3 separate regions of the Mus musculus genome follow, and all the other regions are linked to region 3. The links are chromatin contacts, called in public HiChIP or PLAC-seq maps. All regions are on one chromosome and are shown on one strand. Each heading gives the region's core, a stretch centred on a gene start, on an enhancer-like site or on the middle of the called end of the contact. The rest is flanking DNA. Distances are from core to core; before and after follow the strand shown. Region 1 holds the start of Lpin2 (lipin 2). Region 2 overlaps Lpin2 (lipin 2). Region 3 overlaps Emilin2 (elastin microfibril interfacer 2).

Region 1 (4,611 bases), core at 481-2,980, 100 kb before region 3:
TTATGAGCAGGCTGATTTATATATCTATGAATGTATGTATAAGCAATGAAAAAATAGAGGCCATGAATATGAGCGAGAGCAAGGAATGCATGAGATGGGTTGGAGGAAGGAAAAGGAAGGTGAAATGCTGTAATTATATCCTAATTTCAAAAATAAGAATTATTAAAAATAAAAACAAAAACAAACAAACAAACAAAAGAATATGCCGTTCCATGGCTTGTAAGGAGAGGCTGCAGTGCACGGTGGGGAAACCCCGAAAGGACACAGAAAGATATTCTTAAACAAAACATCAAGACAGCTTGCAACTCTAGAGTCAAAACATCTCGGGCCAAACTACATTAGGGGCAACAAGGTCTTCTCTCTTTGAAATGAAAGATACATCTAGACTAGCAGACCGATGATTGGTGGGGGAAGGTTCTTGGCCATGAAACTGGAAGGTGGTAGGGTCAGAAGGTGAGGAAAGACTCTGGGCAGTGAAGCAGATGGGAGTTGGGTGTGCCCCAACTTTACAGGTATCAGCTGGGGGAAGTCGAGGAACAGTCAACAAATATTTAATTAGTTCCTCTTCTGCCTCAGTAGTAGCATGAAGCAGGCAGCCACTAGAGAATGAGGAAAATACTATAAACATGAACCAATCCTTCTGAGTAAGGTGTCAAAGCCCAGAGGGGGCGGTGACAGAGGAAGGGCGGGTTGTCTGCTGCTTTCTGCATGATGAGAGGAAGGAAGCGTGAGAATATTTCCCTCCCAAGGTAGGAGGTAATGAAACTATCCCGAGAGAAACAGGAAAAGTCAAGAATGAGAAGCTAGAGAACAAACAGTAACAGCGTGTTCTACAGTCTGGGCTGCAAGCTACATTGGGCTCCCAATGGGAATGAAGGTGTAGCTGTTCCCAGTGCATTGACTTGGGGATTGAGGACTGGGTTCTCTGGGTTTAATTGCACTTCCCCACAGCGGAGGAGTAGTATTTCTCGAGCATTTACGGGAAACTTTCAACCTTGAAAACATTTCTTTCACTGGTAGATCAGATGAAGAGCCACGCTGAAGTGAAAAATCCCAGTAGGTTTGGGTGTCTCTGTGGACCTTGGTAACTACTGAGGCAATCTGGTTGAATTCCACACGGCGGTACTTAGGCAGGGAAACGAAAGGTTTCCCGGGTCCCAGCACAGACTATGCTCACCGCGCTTCATTGTTGCAAAGAAACTGCTGTGCCCAGGCCCATACCGGAGAGAGTTTGTATAAATGCATGGCTCAGCGGCCGGAAGACTGTGTCACACTGTTCATGCTCGCGGTGAGCACGAAGAAATTAACAAGCATTTAGAAGTGATGCCATGGCCTTCCATCGAAAGAACCAGCTGCAGATATACAAGACGAAAAACAGCCGCCGTCACTAACACTCGCAGCTGCAGCCGTTAAAGTGCACTTTTTAAGTAGGCGGTGTTATCACCGAGCTCCAAGGGTAAATAAGGAAAGATACGGGTTCTGCAGTGATCCCATGATGGTGCACTCGCGTTACGCGGGGACACCATTATGCAGCAGACCGTTTGCACTCTTTTTTGGTAGCTGGACTCTGAAGCCCGACGCAGCGCCGCAAGGTTGCCATGGGGACCGGAGGAAACTTTTTTTTAAAGCGCCCTTCTGAGGCCGGCGCCGGCGTCGAGCTGCTCTCTCCCCGGAGGGGCCCAGGGCTCCAGGCGCGCGGCCGGCGGGGGCGGAGCTCGCGTCACGTGGCCGGGCCGGGGCGGGGCGTGCGCGCAGTCTACCGCCAGCTCGGCCGCCGCCGCCGCTGCTGCCGCCGCCGCGTCCCATTCATGAGGCCCGGCGGGCTCCGCTGTAGCCCGCGGCTTCGGAGGCGGCGGCCCCGCCCCCTGCTCCCCCGCTTCTTGGGGCATCCCTGCGGGGCTGCACAACAGTCCGCCGAGTGAGAGCCGCGCGCGGTGCCGCAGGTAAGCGGGCCGGAGACAGCGCCGGGGCTTCCCGGGGGGCCGCGTCCCCGCTCGCGGCCTCGCCTCGCGTGGGCCACGTAGCCGCGGCCGCGCCGCCTGAGGACGCGCGGGCGTCTGCGGAGACCCTCACGTCGGCAGCGGTCCTCCGAGCCGCGGGCGGCGCGCCCGGGGACCGCAGCCCCGGGCCTGGGGGAGGGGAGCGGACGCCGGCGCGCGGTCGCGGTCATCCCCCGGCCGGGACTGGCGAGGTGCAGTTATTCCCTCAGGCCGTTGGCTTGCCCGCCGCCGCCGTCGCCGTCGCCGCCGCCTCCTGCAGGCCGCGGACCTGGTTTAGATGTGAGTAGCCTGTTGCCGGCGACCCCCGGGGCCCTGGAAGGTTCTGTCGGCTGTGGGAACCGGAGCTCTGAGGCCCAGTTTTGAGCGCCGCGGATCCACCCCAGCCTAAGAAAATTATTTTCATTCAAATTTAGGATGGCGTTTCGGAGCCATAATTATGCAGAACAAGACTAGGAAGATCGCCCTCGCTTTCAGAAAGTACTGGAACGCAGGATACTTGGAGAGGCACTGAGGGATTACTGAACAAGCGGCCACACACTTATTTTAATGCATCTTTGAGACTTAAAAAAAAATTAAAAATGGAAACTGAGGCTCTTGCATGGCGCTGAAGCTCATTTGCCCAGCAGTAGGGATGCTGGTTAAGTTGGTACCGAACCTCGCCTCACTAATTTAAAACGTTATGATAACACAAGTTGAATTTTGAAATCTATTTTGGGATCATTTGCCGGTTAGTGTCTGTGTTGATCCGACATTGATTGCTTTCACTGGCTTAAAACTACGAATCGTGGCAGGTATTGCTAGACTGGGTTAGCAACCCAGCCAGCCACCAAGTGTGGGAGGAAACAGGTGTTTTAGCCCTCGTTGGGCTGCCCTGCCCGGTGTGCCCTCTCACATTGCCCGTGGGTAGCCTCCTACGGGCTTCCTCCTAGTTAAATGTGTTCTTGATTGTGGTTTATCGGCCCCAGCGATCTTCAAGTTCGAGGTAGTAGCAGAATAGCTGTAGCATGCTAGAAATGAAATGGCTGGGTCTACTTTCGCGTTTGTGGCAAAATTGAGATTCGGCAGAGCAGCTGTATGCTTAAGAGGCTCTGGAAATGGGAGCATTTGAAAACCCTTGAACGCCAAGTGCAGTTAAGCAGATAAAGGGATAAAGGTCGGAGCTTTGTTTCTTGAATGGCTGTATGCTTGTTCTCCTTGCTTAGCCTTGTGCGTTTTGGTTTACTGACTGGACTATCCCCTGCACTGGGCACAGGATCCCCGCAGGCAAGACTCCAATAGCTGTTTATTACTAAGCACAGAGGCTGGCTTTTAGAAGAGCTTTGGTTGGGGCTTCTTGAGTGAAGAGAAGAAGCTGCAAGCAGTTTGTCCTTGTAGGTCACTGGGAGCCAGTGGAATGAAATGAAATCATCAAATTTTCTTGTATGGTATGCCTTGGATGGGATAATCTTGGTGCTATCACGGGTCAGAGGTGGTCAAAGGTTAGGCCAGTGAACATTACGGTGGACATTTTGTTGTGTTTAAATATTAATATTGGACTTAAATATAGTATAGGTCACTGCAGCTATCCTCTCTGATGGTGTGCATAATATACTTCAGAAGTGGGACAATGAGTTGGAACCCTTCTTGCTGGGAGGTGCACTGGTGCCTCCCTTAGGTGTTCAGCAGCCTGTGGGCAAGATCTTAAGTCTAAGTTAAGCCTATGTGTCTTGTCTTTGAAATCCTCTGTCTGTCCCCAGGGCCTGTTGTCACTTTGTTTAGGGGTGGGGCTGTAGGAAGTGTACCCTCTCAATCAGCTGGTCAGCAGGGTTGCAGGAGTTGATTTGCAACTTTGCTTTAGCTGTGTCTGACTCCCTTCATTGCTAAGTAAATTAATACTTTTGGCTTAGGTTCAGGGTCCTAGGACCTGTCACCTTCATGGCAAAATAGCTTATAGCTTTGTAGTCGGGCCTTCAGTTGTCAGAATCCAGTGTAAACAATGTCTCATTAAAACATTGGAATGGGGGCTGGAGAGATGGCTCTGTAGTTAAGAGCATTGACTGCTCTTCCAGAGGTCCTGAGTTCAATTCCCAGCAACCACATAGTGGTTCACAACCATCTGTAACGGGATCTGACGCCCTCTTTTGGTGTGTCTGAAGACAGCTACAGTGTACTCATATATATAAGATAAATAATTCTTTAAAAAAATTGGAATAGCTGGAAGATATACCCTGCAGTGATAACACTCTGATGATGTCTTGATAATAAAGTTTTTATGTTTTTGAGACAGTCTCATTCAGATAGTTCAGGTCTTGAACTTACTCTGTATTGTGTGCCACCATAATTGGTTGAGGAAGTTCTGAGACTTGAACTCAGGGCTTTGTGCATGCTAGGCAAGTACTCTACCAACCGAACTATATCCTAAGCCCCCTGTAATAAAATATTTGAATACATTTTCTTACTCACTTTGCTAACAGTTAGGGGATCTACCTCCCCTACAATGTCATAGGTAAATGTGTGCACTTGTGTTCATGTAAACAAAGAAGGGAGTCAGGTGCCTTCCTCTATTACCTTATACCATATTGTTTTCGGACAGGGTCTCTCCCTGAACCTACAGGTCATATATTTAGTTACT
Region 2 (4,660 bases), core at 770-3,269, 73 kb before region 3:
CCAGGAATAGTGGTGCTCAGGAGGCAGAGGCAAGTGGGTCTCTGTGAGTCCAGGCCGGTAGCGTCCTCATAGTGAATTCCAGGCCTGCTGGGGCTACATAGTAAGACCATTTCAAAAAGAAAAAATACAATGAGATTATCCATGAGTGATCTGATGGAATAGTATTTCTGCTGCACATAGTACAGTAATGACTCTTAGCTGTTTATTGGTTTTAGCTTGTTTATTGGTAGTTCATTTGATAGTTCTTTCCTTATTCAAGAAATAATTATTGTCAAATATAGTAGCACACACCTGTAATCCCAACACTTTAGAGACTAAAGTTGTCTTAAGTTCTAGGCCATCTTGACTACAAAGAGACCCTGGAGAGAAAGGTTGGTCAGGAGTGGTGGCACCTTTAATCTCAGCATCCAGGAGGCAGGGGTGGGCAGATCCCTCTGTGCTCAGAAGCAACCTAGTCTATGTCTTGAGTTTCAGGCCAGCCAGGACTGTACAGTGAGACTCTATCTCAAAAAAATTTTTTTTTCAAAAATTAAGTATTTGATGTGTGCTTAATCTGGCCTTGCTATCAAAATAAAAGCAACCATCCTCATCCTAAAACCAAAGCCACCTGTTTATAATTGTTTCATGGCTATAACATATTTTCTTTATAATTATGACATCCTCCACCTTAGGAGATCGTAGTAAATGTAGCTGCTTGTGTACATTGCACAAAGCAAGCTCTTTGGAATGTGCAGTTGGAAACCTTGGAATACCCAGGGGAATAATCAGGATTATATGCTTCAGGCTACTCAACAGCTAGACTGTGGTTACAGTCATCTCTGTATAGACTGTTGAGTGGAGTCTGTCTTGCCTTAGGCACTGACTGTCTCTGGCCAGTAGGCTGAGTTATGTGCTGATGGGACCTGGCAGGTCCACTTCATTTTTTTTAGGGGATCAGCACTTTGTCCCTGTTCCACCTAGGACTTACCTGACAACACAGAATGTCTCTCTAGAACTTTGCAAATATGGAATCTTGAGCTTAGGGCAACCAGAGCTGGTTTAGAGAGGCCACTCTGCGCAGTTAATAGTTTGGACTCATTACTCCTAGAGTCCAATAAAAATTGACTTCTGCATTAGCCTAAAGCTGGAGGTTTTTCTGATCCTACATCCAGGGGATGGACTCTCTGTGGATTTGGCTTTAACGTAACATAAAGGTGTCTGCTGAGTGATGGTGTGTTCACCCGCTGGAGGGAGAGCTGACAGCCTGAGGACTAATGGGTTTGTTTTGGTGTGGGTTGGGTTTTTCAGTGGATGAGTCAGGGTAAGGGGTGAAGCCAGATTTAGATGTACCCTCTCTCTTTTGAATTGCAGAGCTCTGGTGATCTTGATTTGAGTAGTGAGTTGAAGTTGAGAAACCAAAACCCCTTTTGTGCTCTGAACATTGTGGGACACAAACGTTATGTCCCATTATGCCATGTTGAGGTTCTGAAGTCATGGTACGTGTGTTAGTCTTGGCGCAGCTTACCACAGCTCGCTTGACGCAGCATGTACCTGATGTATCTGAACCAGAAGATCTCGGTTCTCAGTTGTATCCCTTGTCTCTCTGCAAAGATAAATCCCAAGCTTCCCCTGGAGGTGACAGTCCTCCTGTCCTTGCCTCCTGTGGTCAGAGTGGACATAGTACTGCAGGTCCTGAGCGGTTGGTGGAGGGAGATGAAGACAGTTGGCCCCACCCTGGGGTGTGGAAGGAAACAGAACTTCCACAGCCTCCAACCCCACTTAGAGGCACTGCCAGTCTGAGACATATGTGTGATGTAGCTGGGGCAGCAGGAGAGCAATGGGCTCTGGACAGCAGAGCAGAGTGTATGTTTAATCAAACTCTTTATGTCGTTGCTGTTAGTTGTCAAAGTTAGTGCTGACATCGTTTTCTTTTCTCAGTCTCAAACCATGAATTATGTGGGCCAGCTGGCTGGGCAGGTGCTCGTCACTGTGAAGGAACTCTACAAGGGCATTAACCAAGCCACGTTGTCTGGATGCATCGATGTGGTCGTGGTGAGGCAGCAGGATGGCTCCTACCAGTGCTCGCCTTTTCACGTACGCTTCGGGAAGCTGGGTGTCCTGAGGTCCAAGGAGAAAGTGGTGAGTGCACAGGTCACCATGGTGACCGGCCCCTTCCTCTTACTCTTTTTTTTTTTTTTAAACTTGCATGCTATTGAAGACCATGGTAAGAAACCAACTTTATAGGTACTGCTTTTGAATTGGCTTCTAAATTCAAAAGACTCTCTTATAGAAAGTTTCTCCAAATGAAAAAGAAACTGAAATCATGAAGAGACTCAGAACAAAACTGGAGATAATTACAAATGAGGAAGTTGGGCTTATTTTGAAAAAGAAATTTTGCTTTATTTAATATAGCACTTTAAAATAGTGTAGGGCCAGCAAGATGATTCAGTGGTAAAGGCTCTCTCCATCAGTCCTGAGACCCACAGGGTGCAACAAGAGAACACACTCAGAAGTCATCCAGTGACTTGACCCGTGTACCCTGTGGCTCATGTACATGCTTTAAATCCTCAGTTTAAAAAAAAAAAAAGGCTCTCTAAAAATAAAATAATGCAGTCTGGAGATACAGCTTAGTCAGCAAAACATTTGCATACCATGCACCAAGCCTGTGCAGGCACTGAGGAGGTAGAGACAGAAGGACAGGAGCATTCTCAGCTCAGCCACATAGCAGAGGTGCACGAGGCCAGCCTGAGACACAGGAGAGCCTGTTGATTGATTGATTGATACATACACACAAACATATATGATAATATTGTTGTACTGATTATGAGTAGGTAGACTAAGCTCATGTAATCAAGTGTAGATTATATTTATTTAAAAGAAATAAACACCCCAATTGAATGTTTGTATTTTTCCTCTTTTGCATTTAATGGGGGGCAGTGTTTGGATGTTTTTAAATTATCATTTCCCTCAAGTATTGGGCAATAAGAAGGTTTTTGAATTGTGTGTATGGTAGGTTTTAAAACAGAGTTAATGATAAAACTTTGTAGAGCATGTATTTGGCAACTTTTCACTTCCACATTGTCTTCCACATGGTGATAATAATGTCAGCAACTCTTACTAAGATTTCGGAGCACTTTGCCACTGGGTAGCACAGTGGAAGGGTGGGTGCCGAAGGACCAACATGCACAAGTTAAAGAGGTTTTTGCTGGTGTTTTTTTGGATATACATCTCCCTCTACTTAGGCTTTGGGTTTTTGAAACTGAAAGAAAGTGGGTTTCCAAAACTAGACTTTATTTTTCAAAGAGAAACCATCTCTTTGGGTGTTATAAAATCATTTCCCACTGGATTTTTCAGACTAGCCTTTGCTTGATCCCATTAGAAAGCAGAAGCAGCTACAGTGTTACTTCTTGGCCTGGCAGCTTCTACTCTAGGGCAGGGTTGTCTAGCCATAGTTAGTGCTTTCTGTGTTTGTTTCCTTTGTGGTTTTTGTAGTGACACTATTAGTACTTTCATATTAGAGCTGTTTCTCCATAGATGTTCAAGGATCTGTTTGTAAAATTTCTTTTGGGGGTCTTCTCAGAAGTTTCTCCCACCATACCATACCCGCCCCCCACCGTTCTCTGGAACCAGGTTTCTAATTGATAGGTTGACTCAGGCTTTTGGCCTTTGAGTGGAGCTGCAGCAGATGTGTGCAGGCATTTGTCCTCTGTGTAAGTGAGAAGCTGAGCAGATGTGTGTATTCTCTGTGCACTTTGTAATTAGAGATGTAATTTCTTTACCAGGTTACACGGGTGGTTTTATTAACCATTAACTGTTAAATACCTTGTCAGACATCCCACCCCTACCCCAAGTACTTTTAGGATCATAATACACAGGGCCCAAGAAAAGAAAAAATTTCTTCTTTCCTGTTCCCTTCCTTCATATCCCAGAATCTAGGAGATCTATTTGAGAAGAAATCTGTCCATTTGATTTACCAAAACACAGCTTTCTTATGAAAGTAAAACTTGAGCTTTATCTGTCATAGGCGCACTGGTGACTTACATTGACCTCTTGTCGCAGGCCTTTCTGCATTAGGGTAAGCTGTTCACTGATTTTTAAATTAACTACATTTTCACGTGTGGCAGCACCTGAAATCATAACTACTTTAAAACAGCTGTTTAGAGGCAGTCATTTCCTATGACGTGTCCATGTTTGACAGAAGACCAGTCCTCTTGTGACATCTAGTAACTCAGAGTACACGTTTTGTTAATGTTTCACAAAATCAGTATCATGATTATTTATTGAAGTAAATGCCCAATGTATTGGAACTGTCCCCAGCATGGGTGACAAAAGCCTACCCTCCTACTGTTATAAGCAGAAAAGTTAGGCCAAAGTCCAGGGGCATCTACTTTAGTCAGTGCTGGTGTAGGGAGGGGTTAAAGGCACTGGCAGGATTCTGATTCCCCACCTTAGAGTTCTGCCTCTGTCTGAGTTCTTCCTCATGCCAGACAGCAGCCAGTGCTGCCAGGCTCACTGCCATTAATTCAGCCAGCACAGGCGAGAGAGACATTGCCTTTAGAAGTGCTGGCTTCATGCTTGGATCACATCCATCCAAGGCTAGTCACTGTCGCTGGAATGGAACAAGTCCATTGGGCTGGATTAAATAAAAGCCTCACCTTCACCTGAATCCACTTGAAATGTA
Region 3 (4,651 bases), core at 103-2,602:
AAAACTTTATCCTCTGGTCTAAGCAGCTGACAATTCTTCAGTCTTCTCAGAACTAAACTGGACTGTGTAATCCTGGGTTCAAGATGAACTACCTGAGAGCCACACACCCAAGGGTAACCCAGAGCTGTTCAATCCAAGGTGCCCACGAGTCACACAAACTACTTATATTTACATTAAAATAAAATCAAATATTTAATTCCAACAGCCACATTTCAAGTACATCAGAGTATAAATGTTACCACAGAAAATCCTACCAGACAGAGTTTGCTGAAGAGAATAAACGAGACGGTACAGGAAGCTGCAGGGGTAGACCTTGATGTTTGACCTCTATTAAACCACGCTTTCTGAGCCCAGCAGAGGGGACAGACAGCTTGTACAAAGACACCAAATGAAGCTCAAAAACAAATCTTTGCCAAGAGGACCGTCAGCGCGGTGCACCAACAACCAAGGCTCCTAAGCCTGCATTTGACATTCACCTATATTCTAGCGACTAAAACCTGGCACAGATCCAAAGCCCAGCACACACACACACACACACACACACACACACACACACCACCACCACCACCACCACCACCACCACCACCACCACCACCACCACCATGGGGACACAACTTCAGCCTGGGACTTTTCCAGAGTACACACTTTCTAGTAAGTTCTTTCCTTCTGCTCACTGGCCTGCCACAGCCTGAAGCCAACTTTTCTGGCTCAATTTGGCACATGCAGTTCCGGTGGCTCTCAACCTAGGAGGATGAAGAGAGGACCATACAGAATGACTCATCCCGGAGGATCCCAGGAGAGAAATCAGTGTGCTGCCAAGTCACATCTTCCCCTTAGAGCTCAACAAGTCACATCTTCCCCTTAGAGCTCAACTCAACTCTGACTTACTACGTAACTGAGAGTGACTGTCCACCCTCCATTCAAATCCCCAGGATTGGGACCGCAAGCATATACCACCACGCCTAATCGTAAGGAGTACTGGGGCGTTGAACTCAGGTCCTTGTGCGTGCTAAGCCAGCACTGCCGACTGATCCAGGTCCCAGCCTGTGACTTACTTTTCAGAATAAAATGGCAGTAAAATACATACAATATAACATTTAGCACCTTAGCATTTACTTATATATCTATATATTTATTAGTTCGGATTCAAACCCAGAACACTGTATATCCTAGTAAATGTCCCACCTCTGACCCCACCCAGCCCATCGTGACCATTATCATAGGATCAGGTCTGTAGGTCTGTGGGTGACGTTAATCTCCCTAACTTCCCAAATGAAAACCCTATAGTCACCGAACACGTACTCCCTGACACGTCTAACCTCTGTGGTTCATCACTTCCTCTGAGAATTCAATGGCTCCCGGTGCCTCGTGAACACACCATTAAAGCACTTGTCTTTTCATCTAGCCCTTTTCACACCCTAGCGGGTCTTGCATGTTGCAGGGCGTGTCTGAATTTCCTTCCCGTTTTACAAGCAATTCACTTCAACAAACTTGGTCTCCTTGAGAAACTGACAAGACGGTAGACTAATTTTTTAGGAACCACAGACATGCTTTTCCTATTTTTTGTGGGATTTTTTTTTTTTTTTTTGTCAGTGAATGACTAAATAAATGTACTTTTTCTGTTTATTGACCCTCTGCCAAAAACAAATGCAGTCAGGCAGTGAGGGCCATGGAGTTGAAAGTGATTTCAACACTGAAATGTTGGAATTTTTTTTTCTTTTTGGTTTTTCAAGACAGGGTTTCTCTGTGTAGCCCCAGCTGTCCTGGAACTCACTCTGTAGAGCAGGCTGGCCTCGAACTCAGAAATCCTCCTGCCTCTGCCTCCCAAGTGCTGGGATTAAAGGCGTGCACCACCACTGCCCGGCAAAATGCTGGAATTTTAAAATACTTCCCACTTGAATCTCGTGTCTGACTGAAAGTCAAAATGGTCATTTTACACATGGCCATCTCTAAACGTGGTCTATGCAACGTCAGGAGATGGACTCCGGTCCCTAGATCCCTCTTATGGCTCCATTCCAAGCCAAGGTCCTCCTTACAGCTTAAAACACAAACTCAGAGTCCACCTTCCCATCCTTTTCTGCTGCATCACACAGTTTTAATTGGATCACCACATGGAGAATCTGGCCTGGAGACAAAGAAGTGTGAAACATGTAGCTCGGCTCTTTAGGAAAATTCCCCTAAACTTTAAAAAGCCAGAATGCTTAGGCCATGACTTTTTTTTTTTTTTTAATCTGAAATGACTATATGAATCTAAACGTCAGGTTAATGAGTCTTGATTAAAGTTGTTACAAGGTAACAGATCCTAGATCAAAGCAATGCGTTCAGAATGAAAACACCCTTCCAGAAAGGGCGTTCTGGTTCTTGGAATGGGGAGACAGTTGTTGGGGGAGAGCCTGATTATAAGTTGATGGCTTTGTTATTTCCTCTTGAGTTAATTTCCTTACACACTTAGGGGCAAGTTAGGTTTCAAAACCCACTCAGTCTTTTGCCTTGATCATACAGAGTAATGAGTAGGTTTCCCCACACAATTTATAATTATCCTGGAGAAAAAAAAAAAAAGAAGTCTTCATTCCTAAAGAAAGGATTAAAGAAAACTCAGTGTCAAGCCCTCCCCAACTCAGCTACAGCAGATAATGGAGCTGTTATTCTTGGGTTAGCTCATGCATGGGACCTGCCTTCTGAGCAACTCAGTCGAGGTTATCTGGTGCTGGCCGCATCCAGCCCATCAACCATAGATTAAGGCTGTGTTCCAAGGAGGCCGCATTCTTAGCTCTGAGAAGTACATCCCCAGATCAAGTCACTGGGTGTTGGGAAAGAAAAGGGAGTCTGAGCGTGAGCCAGCTCACATGGTTTTAAATAAGAGCTCTCTATGGGAGGCCCATCTCTGTTGTAGGCTGTTCTTCCCATATGTACGGCTTCGGTTCTCATTCCTCTACTCTGTTTCCACATTCCTAGCAGCAGAAATCACAGAGAAACCAGCTCCCCTCCACTCCCTAATGAACTCATCCTTGTGTTCCCACAGTGTGGACCATGAGAACATCTGCTGGCCTGGGTCTGTGAGCCAGCCTTTCTTCTCAGAGCTACTGAAGAAGAATCTAATTTCTAGGTGTGTGTGTGTGTCTGTATGTCTGTGTGTGTCTGTGTGTGTCTGGGTATCTGTGTGTCTATGTGTGTGTGTGTTGTGCATCTGTGTGTCTGTATGTGCATAGGTGTCTGTGTGTCTGTGCCTGTATGTCTGTGTGTCTGTGTGTCTGTGCCTGTGTGTCTGTGTGTGTGTGTGTCTGTGTTTCTCTGTGTTTCTGTGTGTGTCTGTATGTGTATGTGTGTGTGTGTGAATTCATGTACACTAAAATGTATGTAGGTCAAAGGACAACTTGCACAAGGTGGTTCTCACTCTCCACCATGTAGGGTCCAGGTACCAAACTCTTCCCTCAGTGGCAATTACCTTCACCCACTAAGTCATCTTGACAACCTAAGACCTCTATTTTGATCACTCCCTTTCTTTTTGAATTGTCTGGACACTCCTACAAAACAAAACAAAACAAAACACTATAAGTCTACAGCTCTCCTTCACTCAGCTCAGAGGAGGCTTTGCAACCTCTGTCCTCCCGTTTCAAAGTTCAGTGCGCCTCCATTCATCTGCACTCCCAACCATGTTCTCAAACCACTTTGGAGTGGTGGATACTATACAAATTTGGCTGTGCCATCCAGCCACTAATTAACTCCAGGCCTTTCCACAAAGTCTCTGGACTGTGGCAAGCCTTTAGGCCACACCCATAACAAGATTGCAATCCCTCAGAAATGGAAAACGTAGAGACTGAAGAAACTTCTCCATGGATATAAGAAGAGGTTCTTCTGTTGTACCAACCCATGCTCACTTTAAAATCGTCATCATCTGAAACACAGGGACACTGTTCTCTAAGCTATGGTCACACTGGGGGAAGGATAAAAGCATCCGAAATAAGAAGTTTGCACCTATCTCCAGACACCAAACCCTGCTGCTTTGCTGATGCCAAGAAGTGCTTGCTGACAGGAGCCTGATATAGCTTTCCCCTGAGAGGCTCTGCCAGAGCCTGACAGATACAGATGCAGATGCTTGTAGCCAACCATTGGACTGAGCACAGGGTCCCCAACCGAGGAGTTAGGAAAATGACTGAAGGAGCTGAAGGGGTTTGCAACCTCATAGGAAGAACAACATTATCAACTGACCAGACACCCCCAGAGCTCCCAGGGACTAAACCACCAACCAAAGACCCATGGCTCCAGCTGCATGTGTAGCAGAGGCTGGCCTTATCTGACATCAATGGGAAGGGAGGCTCTTAGTCCTGTGAAGGCTAGATACCCCAGTATAGGGGAATGCTAGGATGGTGAGGCAGGAGTGCATGGGTGCGTGGGGGAGCACCTTCATAGAAGCAGGGGTAGAGAGGATATGATAGAGGGTTCCCGGTGGAGAAACCGGGAAAGGGATAACAGTTGAAATGTAAATAAATAAAATATTCAATTAAAAAAAAAGTTTGCACCTCTTACAGCCTCGGAGTCCTTGAATAACACAGTGATGGAAGCCATTCTCACTCACCGGTGCTCTGCTAAGAGAGCAGGCTTTCTCTATTGGAAGAATGCTGCCATTGCCCAACCCCCACGCCAAGTTCTA

What was found. HiChIP or PLAC-seq counts read pairs in DNA pulled down with a chosen protein or histone mark.
Region 1: a contact with region 3 is called in an H3K4me3 HiChIP or PLAC-seq map of bone marrow-derived macrophages, with 2.4 times the contacts expected there. The contact joins the promoter of Lpin2 here to the enhancer-like site in region 3. A contact is called at or near these places in 6 of 39 promoter capture datasets (the 3T3-L1 cell line, the HPC-7 cell line, embryonic stem cells and 2 more), 2 of 484 Hi-C or Micro-C datasets (the HL-1 cell line and nephron progenitors), 3 of 115 datasets of contacts at active chromatin or transcription factors (bone marrow-derived macrophages, double positive thymocytes and pancreatic cancer cells) and 2 of 9 other capture datasets (adipose tissue and pancreatic islet).
Region 2: a BATF HiChIP or PLAC-seq map of CD8 T cells shows a contact between it and region 3, with 14 read pairs. The contact joins two enhancer-like sites. A contact is called at or near these places in 1 of 39 promoter capture datasets (erythroid cells), 1 of 15 datasets of contacts at CTCF or cohesin (CD8 T cells), 1 of 484 Hi-C or Micro-C datasets (erythroid progenitors), 2 of 115 datasets of contacts at active chromatin or transcription factors (CD8 T cells and the HPC-7 cell line) and 2 of 9 other capture datasets (adipose tissue and liver).

What each region holds. Positions count from the first base shown.
Region 1 is chr17:71,181,802-71,186,412 of GRCm38.p6, forward strand. It overlaps Lpin2 (lipin 2), which reads left to right and starts at 1,731. Exons shown (of 20, transcript NM_001357791.1): 1 at 1,731-1,943.
Region 2 is chr17:71,213,047-71,217,706 of GRCm38.p6, forward strand. It overlaps Lpin2 (lipin 2), which reads left to right. Exons shown (of 20, transcript NM_001357791.1): 2 at 1,918-2,118. The coding sequence starts at 1,927. Among named protein-coding and RNA genes, the nearest start is that of Lpin2, 32 kb to the left of the region's middle. Within about 2 kb of position 2,020, at least 76 of the 459 cell types and tissues checked have an H3K27ac peak or open chromatin away from gene starts, as enhancers often do. A contact at or near this core is called in CD8 T cells, the HPC-7 cell line and adipose tissue, where this site is marked.
Region 3 is chr17:71,286,984-71,291,634 of GRCm38.p6, forward strand. The region is part of intron 2 of Emilin2 (elastin microfibril interfacer 2); the gene reads right to left. Among named protein-coding and RNA genes, the nearest start is that of Emilin2, 22 kb to the right of the region's middle. Within about 2 kb of position 1,353, at least 128 of the 459 cell types and tissues checked have an H3K27ac peak or open chromatin away from gene starts, as enhancers often do. A contact at or near this core is called in CD8 T cells, the HPC-7 cell line, adipose tissue and 3 more, where this site is marked.